2 separate regions of the Mus musculus genome follow, and region 2 is linked to region 1. Evidence: chromatin contacts called from public Hi-C data. All regions are on one chromosome and are shown on one strand. The core of a region is the stretch at or near the end of the contact, and the rest is flanking DNA. Distances in the headings are between cores, read along the strand shown. Region 1 has its middle 53 kb from the start of Gm34677. Region 2 has its middle 12 kb from the start of Gm11494.

Evidence for each region. A called contact is a pair of places that touch in the nucleus more often than the background predicts.
Region 2: a Hi-C map of uterus shows a contact between it and region 1, with 5 times the contacts expected there. The contact joins two enhancer-like sites. A contact is called at or near these places in 2 of 15 datasets of contacts at CTCF or cohesin (pro-B cells and stem cell-derived epiblast-like cells), 30 of 484 Hi-C or Micro-C datasets (the Ba/F3 cell line, the G1E-ER4 cell line, LSK cells and 12 more) and 1 of 115 datasets of contacts at active chromatin or transcription factors (bone marrow-derived dendritic cells).

Annotation. Positions count from the first base shown.
Region 1 is chr11:89,934,624-89,940,214 of GRCm38.p6, reverse strand. No RefSeq gene overlaps it. Among named protein-coding and RNA genes, the nearest start is that of Gm34677, 53 kb to the right of the region's middle. Within about 2 kb of position 2,389, at least 4 of the 459 cell types and tissues checked have an H3K27ac peak or open chromatin away from gene starts, as enhancers often do. A contact at or near this core is called in uterus, where this site is marked.
Region 2 is chr11:90,152,663-90,157,906 of GRCm38.p6, reverse strand. No RefSeq gene overlaps it. Among named protein-coding and RNA genes, the nearest start is that of Gm11494, 12 kb to the right of the region's middle. Within about 2 kb of position 2,291, at least 19 of the 459 cell types and tissues checked have an H3K27ac peak or open chromatin away from gene starts, as enhancers often do. A contact at or near this core is called in uterus, where this site is marked.

The DNA.
Region 1 (5,591 bases), core at 1,140-3,639:
AGAGGATTCTGTCCACAATGAACTGTGTTATCTGGCTTACTGCTCACACATTTCTTCCTGAGATGCCATTAATATTCCCTTTGATGGATAATTTTGTGTATGAAACTCAGGACCTTGTACCCCAGTGCCTGATCTTACAGATTATGACTTGTGTTTGAAACTGAGTCTTGTTGCTGTTGGCCCTTGCCTCTAAGTACCAAGAAACAAAAAAACGTGAGAAACGCGTTGAACCCATGAAGATTAGGTCTCACAAAAGAAAGTTTGGATGCACTGGGGGAAATGCCTCTAGTGAAGATAGGTTCTGATTTCTGTTTGGGCTCAGCAACTAAGGGAACAGAAGGAACAAGGACCATAAACCAAAAAACACGCATTTGACTGAGTTTGACAGAATCATGTCTTGACTGTGGTCCCTGCTTTAACCAAGTAATGAGCAGCTACAATGACTCCGGATTGAAAAAGCCATTGGCAGGATTGCATTTTACAGAAAGTGGCACAGTGGTACCCTTTGTCACTTTTATCCTTGGGGGACTAACTATGCACCGGGCTATGTTCATGGGGGCACGCATTGACAAAGAAGTCAAGGGACAGAATGTAGCCACAGAGGGAAGAAATGTCTCTTACTATCTGTTTTGTGTGATAAAGAGCAGAGGCTAGAGGGTCATGTCCTATGCCTGTCCTAATCTCATTATTTTGTGCACTCTAGAGTGATTCCAGAAAATTCTATGTCCTCAATCACTCTCATCCACTGGTCTTTTCACTGGATTCTTTTCTATCAAAGCAGAACCAAATGGGCATTTAAGTTCAGAGATCTTCGATTGTCAGCCCACCTCAGCACTCTGTACTGTGCTAAGTGGAAGGGATAGAAAGACAGCAGTGAGGCTGGAGAGAAGAGCTGAGCTCCTGCCGAAATGGTCACAAGACATTATTTCAGGGACTGGAGAGTAAAGTTTCAATGAAGTGCTTTTCACACAAACATGAGAACTTGAGCTGGGTGTGGTGGTGCACGCCTTTAATCCCAGCACTCGGGAGGCAGAGGTAGGCGGATTTCTGAGTTTGAGGTCAGCCTGGTCTACAAAGTGAGTTCCAGGATAGCCAGGGCTGTACAGAGAAACCCTGTCTCAAAAAACAAAAACAAAAACAAACCAACAACAACAAAACCCAACAAAACAACAACAAAAAACAAAAAGAAAAAAAAGAAAAAGAAGAGAACTTGAGTTTGAATCCCCAGTACCTATGTGAAAAGTAGTGGCTGCAGAGACCTGCGACTGTTGTGGAGTCAGAGACACCAGGACCCCGGATGCTCAGAAACTGCCTTGTCTAGGCAAATTGAAGAGCTTCAGGTTCAGTGAGAGACCATGCCTCGAAGGTGTAGAGTATTGCACACCCACACATACACATGAACACACAGATTTTTAAATTCTGTGTTTATCTCAGCCTTGCTTTCAACGTTGATGCATCCACAGTTGGTCACAGCTGTGTTTTCTAGCTGTAGACTCAACTTCCCTCAAGCATTTCTGAATGAAAATGGATAATATACCATGGTTCTGCATTCTTGGCTGCTTTGCTAACTCCACTTACTAGACCCAGGACTCAGGGGTTTTCAAGCAAACGGCTGGCAATTAGGTCTGAGAACTACTTATGATATTGATGACCTTGGTGTCCAGAATAAATGTGGGCCCAGCTTCCTTCTCCTGCCTGGTTTCCCTACATTCACTCAGTCTATAGAACAAAGCTGCATCCCCCCCATGAGTCTCCTTCAAGTGAACTGTTAACTTATCTAGTACACTAGCCTCATATGAACTATACTGAACTATAGCCCACACTGTACTATAGATAGCAATGCAAAGTTTCTAAGGGTCCATCCTCAAACTCTTGACTATCAATAATTGAATCTTCTTCACACTGAGAGGAGGACATCTGGTGTCAATATCTATTAGAATTCTAGATATTCTCCAGAATTGGGACCTAGCTATAGAGATAAACAGACCTGGGCCCAGTCCTCTGAAAGAAGTCAAGACTTTGAAGCCAGGAGTGGCCTAGAACAGTTCTCTGGGACTAAGAAAAGACTCCATTAAGTCCCCCCCTGAAACAACCTAGGATTCACATGCCCATATTCCTTGCTATAGGCCGAATACTGCATTAATTTTAGGTCATTACCATAGGCTGCTTTTTCAACAATACTACATGTTTCTTTCATCTTTATTCTAATCAAGCCTCAAACAAAAAAAATCTATCACTGACTGTAGAAAAGAGTTTGTGGGTAAGGAGGAGGGGTCTGGGAGAGAAAATAAAAGTGAAGCAAAACAGAAACTGTTGAGTGAGCCAAATGGCTTCAGGCGAGTCAGCTTATCCCCCACCAGGTGCAGAAATGACTTTTTAATGTCTCCTTGTTTTCATGTTTAAGGAAGAAAGAAACTGTCCCAAGCTCATGACTCCTTGTTCAGTACAGAGGATACGAGATACTTGACCTTTTGATTCATGTTCTAGGCAAAGTAGAAGTCCCTAAACTGGAGCTCTGAGAGTCCAGGAGGGAAGTTTGTGGTTTGTAGCTTGAGAAATGGCCTGGATGCCTGCCTTTTAAAATACAGTGCCTCTAAGTCAACTTCAAAATAAGAACGGAGATAAACACTAGGTCATTTCTATTTTGTGTTGAGTTAAGTGTTTGCTTCAAACAGAGAAGCAAAATAGACACAGAAGTGAGATGGGGGGGGTGGGGTGGTGGAGGGGGGCGTGGCTAAGAAAATTAATCATTAGATGTTACTGCCACCTAGTGATGATTCAACACCTGGCTGCCAGTCACGTTTTCATGCTACAAAGGTGATGCCCTGCCTCGACCTCGGCCTTGCAGGCTTCAGGATGGAGCCTGAGCTAGTGGATGAAGGACTCGTGGTGGGAGGCACTTCTTTACACAGGTGGGATGGCCAATTCCGAGTTCTCTGCTCTAATAATCCTTTATTTAAAACTCTTCATTGGGTGGGTCTGGGAGATGGCTTGATTGGTGTAGCATTTACTGCACATGCAGGAAGAACGGACTGTAAATCCACATTGCCCACAGAGATGCGTAAACACTGGGTTTGCATGGTTCATCCGAGAGCTTGGGAGACGGAGACAGAGACAGAGGATGCAGGAAGCAAGTGGGTACTGGTAGCTGGATTAGCCAAACCAGCAAGCTCCAGGTTCAGTGCGAGACCCTGCCTGAATATGCGTGTGAGGCAGCAAGTGATTAAGGAAGATGCCTAGTGTTAGCCTCTGACCTCACATATAACTGCATGCATGTGTACGTGTATGACTACATTTGTAAGCACATAAACACCCATAAACACACATGAAAACATTTTAAATGCCATTCATTAGAAAAATAAAATGGGAATTTCTTTAAAAGTTTCTTTTAATTTTTTATTAGATATTTTCTTTATTTACATTTCGAATGTTAGCCCCTTTCCTAGTTTCCCCTCTGAAAATTCCCTATCCCCTCCCCCACCCCCCTGCTCCCCAACCCACCCACTCCCGCTTTCTGGCCCTGGCATTCCCCTATACTGGGGGCATAGAACCTTCATAGGACCAAGGGCCCCTCCTCCCATTGATAACCAACTAGTCCATCCTCTGCTAGGTATGCAGCTGGAGCCAGGAGTCCCACCATGTGTTTTCTTTGATTGGTGGTTTAGTCCCAGAGGCTCTGAGGGTACTGGTTAGTTCATATTGTTGTTCCTCCTATGGGGCTGCAAACCCCTTTAGCTCCTTGAATATTGTGTGATATGCACTCACTGATAAGTGGATATTAGCCCAGAAGCTCAGAATACCCAAGATACAATTTGCAAAACACATGAAACTCTTTAAAGGTTTTTAAATTATATTTTTAATTCAGTAGGTCTCTCTCTCTCTCTCTCTCTCTCACACACACACACACACACACACACACAGAGAGAGAGAGAGAGAGAGAGAGAGAGAGAGAGAGAGAGAGAGGGAGAGAGGGAGAGGGAGAGAGAGAGTGTGTGTGTGCATGTGTGTATATGTTCAGTATATGAGTCTATATTATATCCTTCTACCATATGAACCTTGGGGACTGAAGTCAAGGTTCAAGCTTTGCAGCAAGCACTTTTAACTTCTGAGCTTTCTTGTCAGCCTTAGCCTTTCTTTAGTACAACTCCATGATCCCTATGTATGTATGTATGATCTGTATTCATACATGTTATGTCCCAGTTTCCTGTTTTGTCTAGCACAAACCTTGTCTCTTTATAACACTCCCCAGGGCTCTATGTCCAATCAGGTTCTCATCCCCGCCACATTTGCATGGCGGATGTAAGTGGATACAAGAAAGGAAGGGCAGAAGAAAATTCGAAGGCTTGAGAAAGAATAGATTACCTGCATTGGGCCAACTGCCCTTTCCATGTTTCTGGGAGGTCAGTACACCCTAATATGAAAGATGAGAAGATTCAAGGTCAGAAGTGTTAGGCAACAGAATTAGGTCTGAGATGACACCGTCAACTGCAGTGGTACAACTGAGGTATGAAGCCAGTGTGTCTGCCTTCTTTGTACAGGGAGTGTATGGAGCTTGAAAGACACAGTGATGTGATGTTGGAAAGGAACATGGAGAGTGTGAAGAGTCAACCATGCTCCCTCAGCTCAGGAAGGAGTCAGCAAGGACAGCAGAAGCACGGGTGGATGTGAATGCCAAGTGTTTTACTAAAACAAGTATACTCCCACTGAAGAAAGGTGTGCATCATAAAGGTATCCATCTCTGAAGATCCACAAAGGCAGGAGAAGTGAGGGAGAGAGGATACCGTCCAGATCCAGCAGTCCCTTTGGTGTACAGGGGAAAAGTCGCTGACAATGGTGGACAAGATACACAATAGACTTCTGCTGTCTTGAAATGTGGATGAAAGTCATAAAGCCAAGGACAATGAAGATGAGCCTGGTTCACTTTCTTCATTGGCAGCAAAGATGCTTCTGGTTGTCTGGGCTCTTAGATGGTCAATGGAATGTTTGGAAAGTTCAAGTCAATGAAATAGATATATTTCATTCCAGCTCTGGCCTCTACAGCATTCGCCAAGGTCCTACAAGTGTTTTTCTTCTTTAGCCAGAGAGTAACTCTGGAGTGATGTTGAGGTCTCGGAATGAAGTGGAATCAAACCTTGATCCTTAAAAATATCACTTGACAGACTCTATTCTCCCTGGCACTCATTATTGGATTGGGTTGTGAACAACAAAACAAAGGACTAAGCTTATTTATTTTATCATTCAGTGTACCTTGACTTGACTGATGTACCGACGTACAATTTAGACACCAAGGATATATATTATTGTAGGCTGTTAAAAAGAATAAGAATAGCCACAGTTCTTCCCTGATCCTTGGATCCAGGCTCCTTGCACCTTGCCTCTGTGTTTTCTCTCACTACAAAGGAAAAAAAAATCTATTCCTCTATATCTATTTATACATAACACAAGTTAACCTGTGGTTTCTTTCAGCAAATAAGATATAACTGTAACAGTATGCCACCTTGGAGTATAAGTCTGTAGAAGACATAAACCCTACCATCCTCTTAGAATCATGATTAACCACACATCAAAGCTGTGGCCTTCTGATTGTCAGG
Region 2 (5,244 bases), core at 1,042-3,541, 220 kb before region 1:
GAATAAGAGTCTCACCTCTTACTGGCTCTCTCTGTTACTTCCCTTATATCACCTGTTAAGTCAACCATTACTTCTTCATCCTCCCTTTCAAAATCTAACCCTTTGCTGACCGACATCTTTAGTATACTGTCATCTTCCCCAGCACCCTCCTTAGCTTCATGTCCTTATATCACTTGAACTTTTATCAAATCATTTCCTTTCTTTTGGAAGGATTTTAGGCAGGAGTTAAATGTGTACGTTTCTGTAATGTGTTTACCTTTAGGGGCATCAGGACGACCATATGTAGTCGATACTCACCGCTGTCTTCTTTGTTCCCCTTATCAGTGCCTGTCATCTGATGAATCACATAGAAAGCAGTTTATTTTTTATCTTGTTCTGTATTTAAATTTTATTTTATGTGTATGGCTGTTTTGTCTGCACGTATGTCTGTGTACCACTTGCATGCCTTGTGCCTGCAGAGGTCAGAAGAGGGCTTCGGATCCCCTGGAAGTTGAGTTAAAGACAGTTGGGAGGCACCATGTGGGTGCTGGGAATCAAACCTGGTTATCTGGAAGAACACTCAGTGCTCTTAATGGCTGAGCCGTCTCTCCAGCTCTCTGCCCCACTTTGGTTTTATTCTAATGAGAGTAATCTCGGTGAGAACCTGAACTTCATTAATATGTTTATGAACAAGCTTCAAAGAAATGGGTGTGCTGTAACAACAACAACAACAACAACAACAACAACAACAACAAAAGCAAGTTGTAGCAAGATCTCACAGTCTAGAACAGCTCTTAGACAAGATCTAATATACCACAGGTTGGCCCTCAACACCTTCTGTGGCCTTGTATGACCTTGAACTTCTGATTCTCTGTCCTCTGCCTCCAGAGTGCTGGGGTTACAGACACATGCCCTAATGCTTGAGAGGAAATACCTCTGAGAATATCAATCCTAGAACCACCTTAGTTGAGATAGTTTTGGCGATTTTCCTGAAGCATAGACTTATTTAGTTTTTTAGAAAGGCTCTTGGCATGTAGACCAGGCTTTCTTCCAATTCCTCATCCTCCTGCCTTAGACTCCCAAGATGCTGGGATGAGAAGCATTCACCACACCAGCACATGGAGATTTATGATTCCCCACCTTAGAGCCACCAACACAGAGCTTCTGAGGGTGGGTTTGAGAATTCAACATTCAACGCTCTTTTCTGATGAAGGGCGTTTACTCTGAGGTTGGGAGGCTGCTGACTTGTAGACCAAAGGGCTGAGGTCATCTAATGAGAAGGTGAGTGGAAGTGGGTATATTCCTTTGGGTACACATTAGTGTGTGTGTGTGTGTGTGTGTGTGTGTGTGTGTGTGTGTGTGTGTGTTTGTGTGGATTTAACACTGAGGGTTAATCTTGCAGGAGGTGATCAACACAACTGCATAACCTCTCTGTAGAGATGAACTATTTAGGAGGTGATTTTAGCCACCGAGCCATATGATTGGGCCTGTATTTTCAAAAAAATCCTCTGGATGCTGGGAAGTAGTTTTGTCTTTCTGAAACCTCAATAATGCTCTGGAGAAATATATGGTGAGAAGAGAGTGTGAGCTTTTGGATCAAATAAGCCCAAGATTCTCTCTGTGTATGTGCATGTACATATGGGTGTATCTTTATTCATGTACATGTGTGAGGTCAGAGGACATTTCTCAGGTGCCATCTACCTTTAAAACGTAGTGCTTTTACTAGACTGGGATTCACAAAGTAGGCTAAGCTGGATGGCTACTAAGCCCCAGGGATCCATGTGTCTCTTCTTCCTCTGGGATTACAAGTGAGTAACATCAAGCCTCATTTTTTAGACATGGTTTTGTAATGTAAGTCCTTATCTTGCAAGCAGGTTGCTGAGTCTGAGCCGTCTCCTCTGCCCTGGAGACAGACTGTTATTAGCCATATGAGTGAATGGAACTAGAAAGCCTCTCTCAGCCTTACTTTTCTCCTGTGCAGAATGGAGAGACAGCCCACTTCTCTTTGGCTTCCCAGAAAGTCGGGCCATTTTAATTCATGTGAAATACCTGGGATCCCTCTGGGAGGCAGGGATTCTAAAGATTTTCCACCCCACCCCCTTCCTGGGCTGCTTCTGCTTGGCACAACAAGCTAGGAGTGAGTGAGTTCTGAACCCAGCCATGGATTAAAGTCCTGAGCAATGCCTGGGAGACGTTGAGTAAGGAAGGACCCTTAAAAACAGCTTCATGGAAGAGAAGAAAGTAGTGAGACCAGCCCTGGATGAAAGGGGGCATGAATAATTTATATGCAGACTGGCTTTGTCGTCAGGGAGCTGGGTCTGGCAGCCAACTATTCAAGGAGATGTTTCTCAAAGAGCAGCACAAATCACTTTAGCTCCTGCAATAAAGTTTCCCAAGTGTTTCCAGTTGCTTTCTCTCCTCCTCACTGGTACCTTGCTTCTAACTGCATAGGCTAAAAACATCCGTGCTGGCCTGTATCCATGGCAGAATGCAATCTCTAACGTCAAAACAAAACAAGCAATGGACATTCTGGATTTTTCCTCCTGTCCCTTCTCCATCCTTTCTTCTGTCTTTCTTTCCACGTTTTTCCTAATTTATAGCTTAAACAATTAGCCTTTCAGAGTGGGGCCCGTTTTACATTTCCTTGTTCCTTGAACTGAGTGATGGTTTGAGCTGAGCTCTGTTCTTGAGTTTGTGTCCCGTTCTTCCTCCCACATCCACTCTCTGCTGTGTCCTGCCAGCTCTCATTAAGTTTTATATCCAAGTATCTGCCCTCTTCTCTTGAATGCAGCCTTTAATGTTCATTGCAACCTTCCTTCAGCTGTTAGAACAGACAGGGAGATATCCAGGATCAACCCTGCCTTACTGAGGCATTATTATATTCTAGAAAGCATAAGTAAATGCATATAAACACTCATATTAACATAATATCAAAAACTCACTATGTGCCTGGCAATATTAATACAGAGATAATAAAATATGAGTAGGCTGTGTGAGTAAAAGAACTGGGATTTTTATGCTTATGAGGGAGGTGGACAGCACACACACACATGTAGAGAGCTATAACAGAGAAAAGATAATGACAAAATACTTAAAGATGTCTTACAGGAGGAAAAACTTGTGAGTGGTTTTGGGGATACATCAAGAGTTCAATTTTGAAATTCAAAATTTTATACTCTTATAAAAGCCAACATTTAATTGGGACCAGCTTGCAGTTTCAGAAGTTTAGTCTGTTTTCTTAATGGCAGGAAGCATGGCAGCATCCAGGCAGACATGGTGATGGGGAAGGAACTGAGAGTTCTACATCTGGATCCACAGGCAGAAGATGAGGACTGTGTACCATGGCTCTGGCTTTAGCATCTCATAATTTTAAGACTCTGAGATGTATCCAATATGTAGTATTTAGTACATAAGGTACACATCGTATATGTAGCTATTTGTAAATCTGATGCTAAGAAAGAAGTGCAGAGGACAGGAATGGGGGTACACATCTGTAACTCCAGAATTTAGGAGGCTGAGTTGAAGGAGGATTTAAGTGAGCCTGGGTTATAGCAAGATTGTCTTTCAAAAAAGAAAAGAACAAGACTATTACAAATTAGAACACAATCAACATACAGGTTGCGTATCCATTGGGAGAATAAACAAGTTGTAAAACAAAACAAACAAACAAACAAACAAAACAAAACAAAACAAAACAAACCAAAACAAAACAAAACCCAACATTAGACCCCAAATAGAGTTAATGCAATAGAACTTAAATTTATTTCCCCTTTCATGTAATATTTCAGAAGAGGGTTAGCGATTTCTCTAGAGTTAGTCAGAACCATTCCTCAAGGTCATTCAGTGATTTGGGTGACTTTATTCTTATTTGTCACCCTCTTGAATATTATTGCTCTTACTGTGTTTGAAATTAGTTCATTAGCCCCACTGAGGTATTTTATAATTCAGAAAAGGTAGGGAAAATGACACCTTCTTTGAAGGAAGTAACCTAGAGGTTTCATATGTTCTTTAGCTGCAAGAGAGGCTGCAAATAGAGTCTACTACAAGAAGATCCTGTGCCAGTTGGATTAGATACCAATTCCATTACTGAGAGAGGCTGACTACTACTGGCATATTTTCTATCAATGATGTAATGAGTCCAAGGGCTGGAAGTCTCAAAGCAAGTAGATCAGTATTTGGGATAGTTAATTCTTTATTCTGGAAGGCTTAATAGGTTGCACAGAAGAATTGATCTCCTAATGATCTCTCTTCTTTATCAATTGGACACCAATGTCATTGTTCTATTAGTGATAATAAAAAATGTCTTCAGTCGCTGATAAATGTCTCCTAGGAGATAAATCTTATTACTGTTTGTGGGAATTCACTTTAATTAGCAAGATTAAAACTAAATTAAGGAAAAGTAAGGTCACCAGGGAAGAGAGTTTTGATGAAGGGTCATTTACATTAGGCTGTCATGTGGTCAGGTCTATGGGGGATTGTCTAGGTTGACGTGGACAGAACTCTTCCCTAGGTAGATAATCCTGAATTGTGTGAGAGGAGAAACGGATTTGAGTCCAAGCAAGCTGGTAAATGATGGCACATTTTTATCTTTTTGTTCTTGTGTTTGGATGTGATACAACTTAGGTATGTCAACCTTCTACCACTGTGACTTCCCCACAGTGATGGACTGTAACCTGGGGCTGTGGACTAAAAGAAACCCTTTCTCCTTTGAGTGGCTTTTCATCAGGGTATCCCATCGAGGCAACAGAAATGAAACCAGAATATCGCTGATACTCACTGGGCTGCACGAAGGAAGATGCTAGAGCAATGAGAATGTGTGGGTGAGGTTTAAAGAGTTAAAGCACAGAAACACTGGGTAGAAGGGGAACAAAGTAAGCAGAGGAGTCGGGAAAGGAGTAGGCAAAGGCTGTGAAGTGAAAGCTAAGACTGAAGATATCCTTAAAAAACAGTATCTAAACTTTGTCTCTGTAACTCCTTCCATGGGTGTTTTGTTCCCAATTCTAAGAAGGGGCAAAGTGTCCACACTTTGGTGTTCATTCTTGAGTTTCATGCGTTTAGCAAATTGTATCTTATATCTTGGGTATCCTAAGTTTCTGGGCTAATATCCACTTATCAGTGAGTACATATTGTGTGAGCTCCTTTGTGATTGGGTTACCTCACTCAGGATGATACCCTCCAGGACCATCTAGAGACTGCCATATCCGGGGATCCATCTCATAATTAGCTCCCAAACGCTGACACCATTGCATACACTAGCAAGATTTT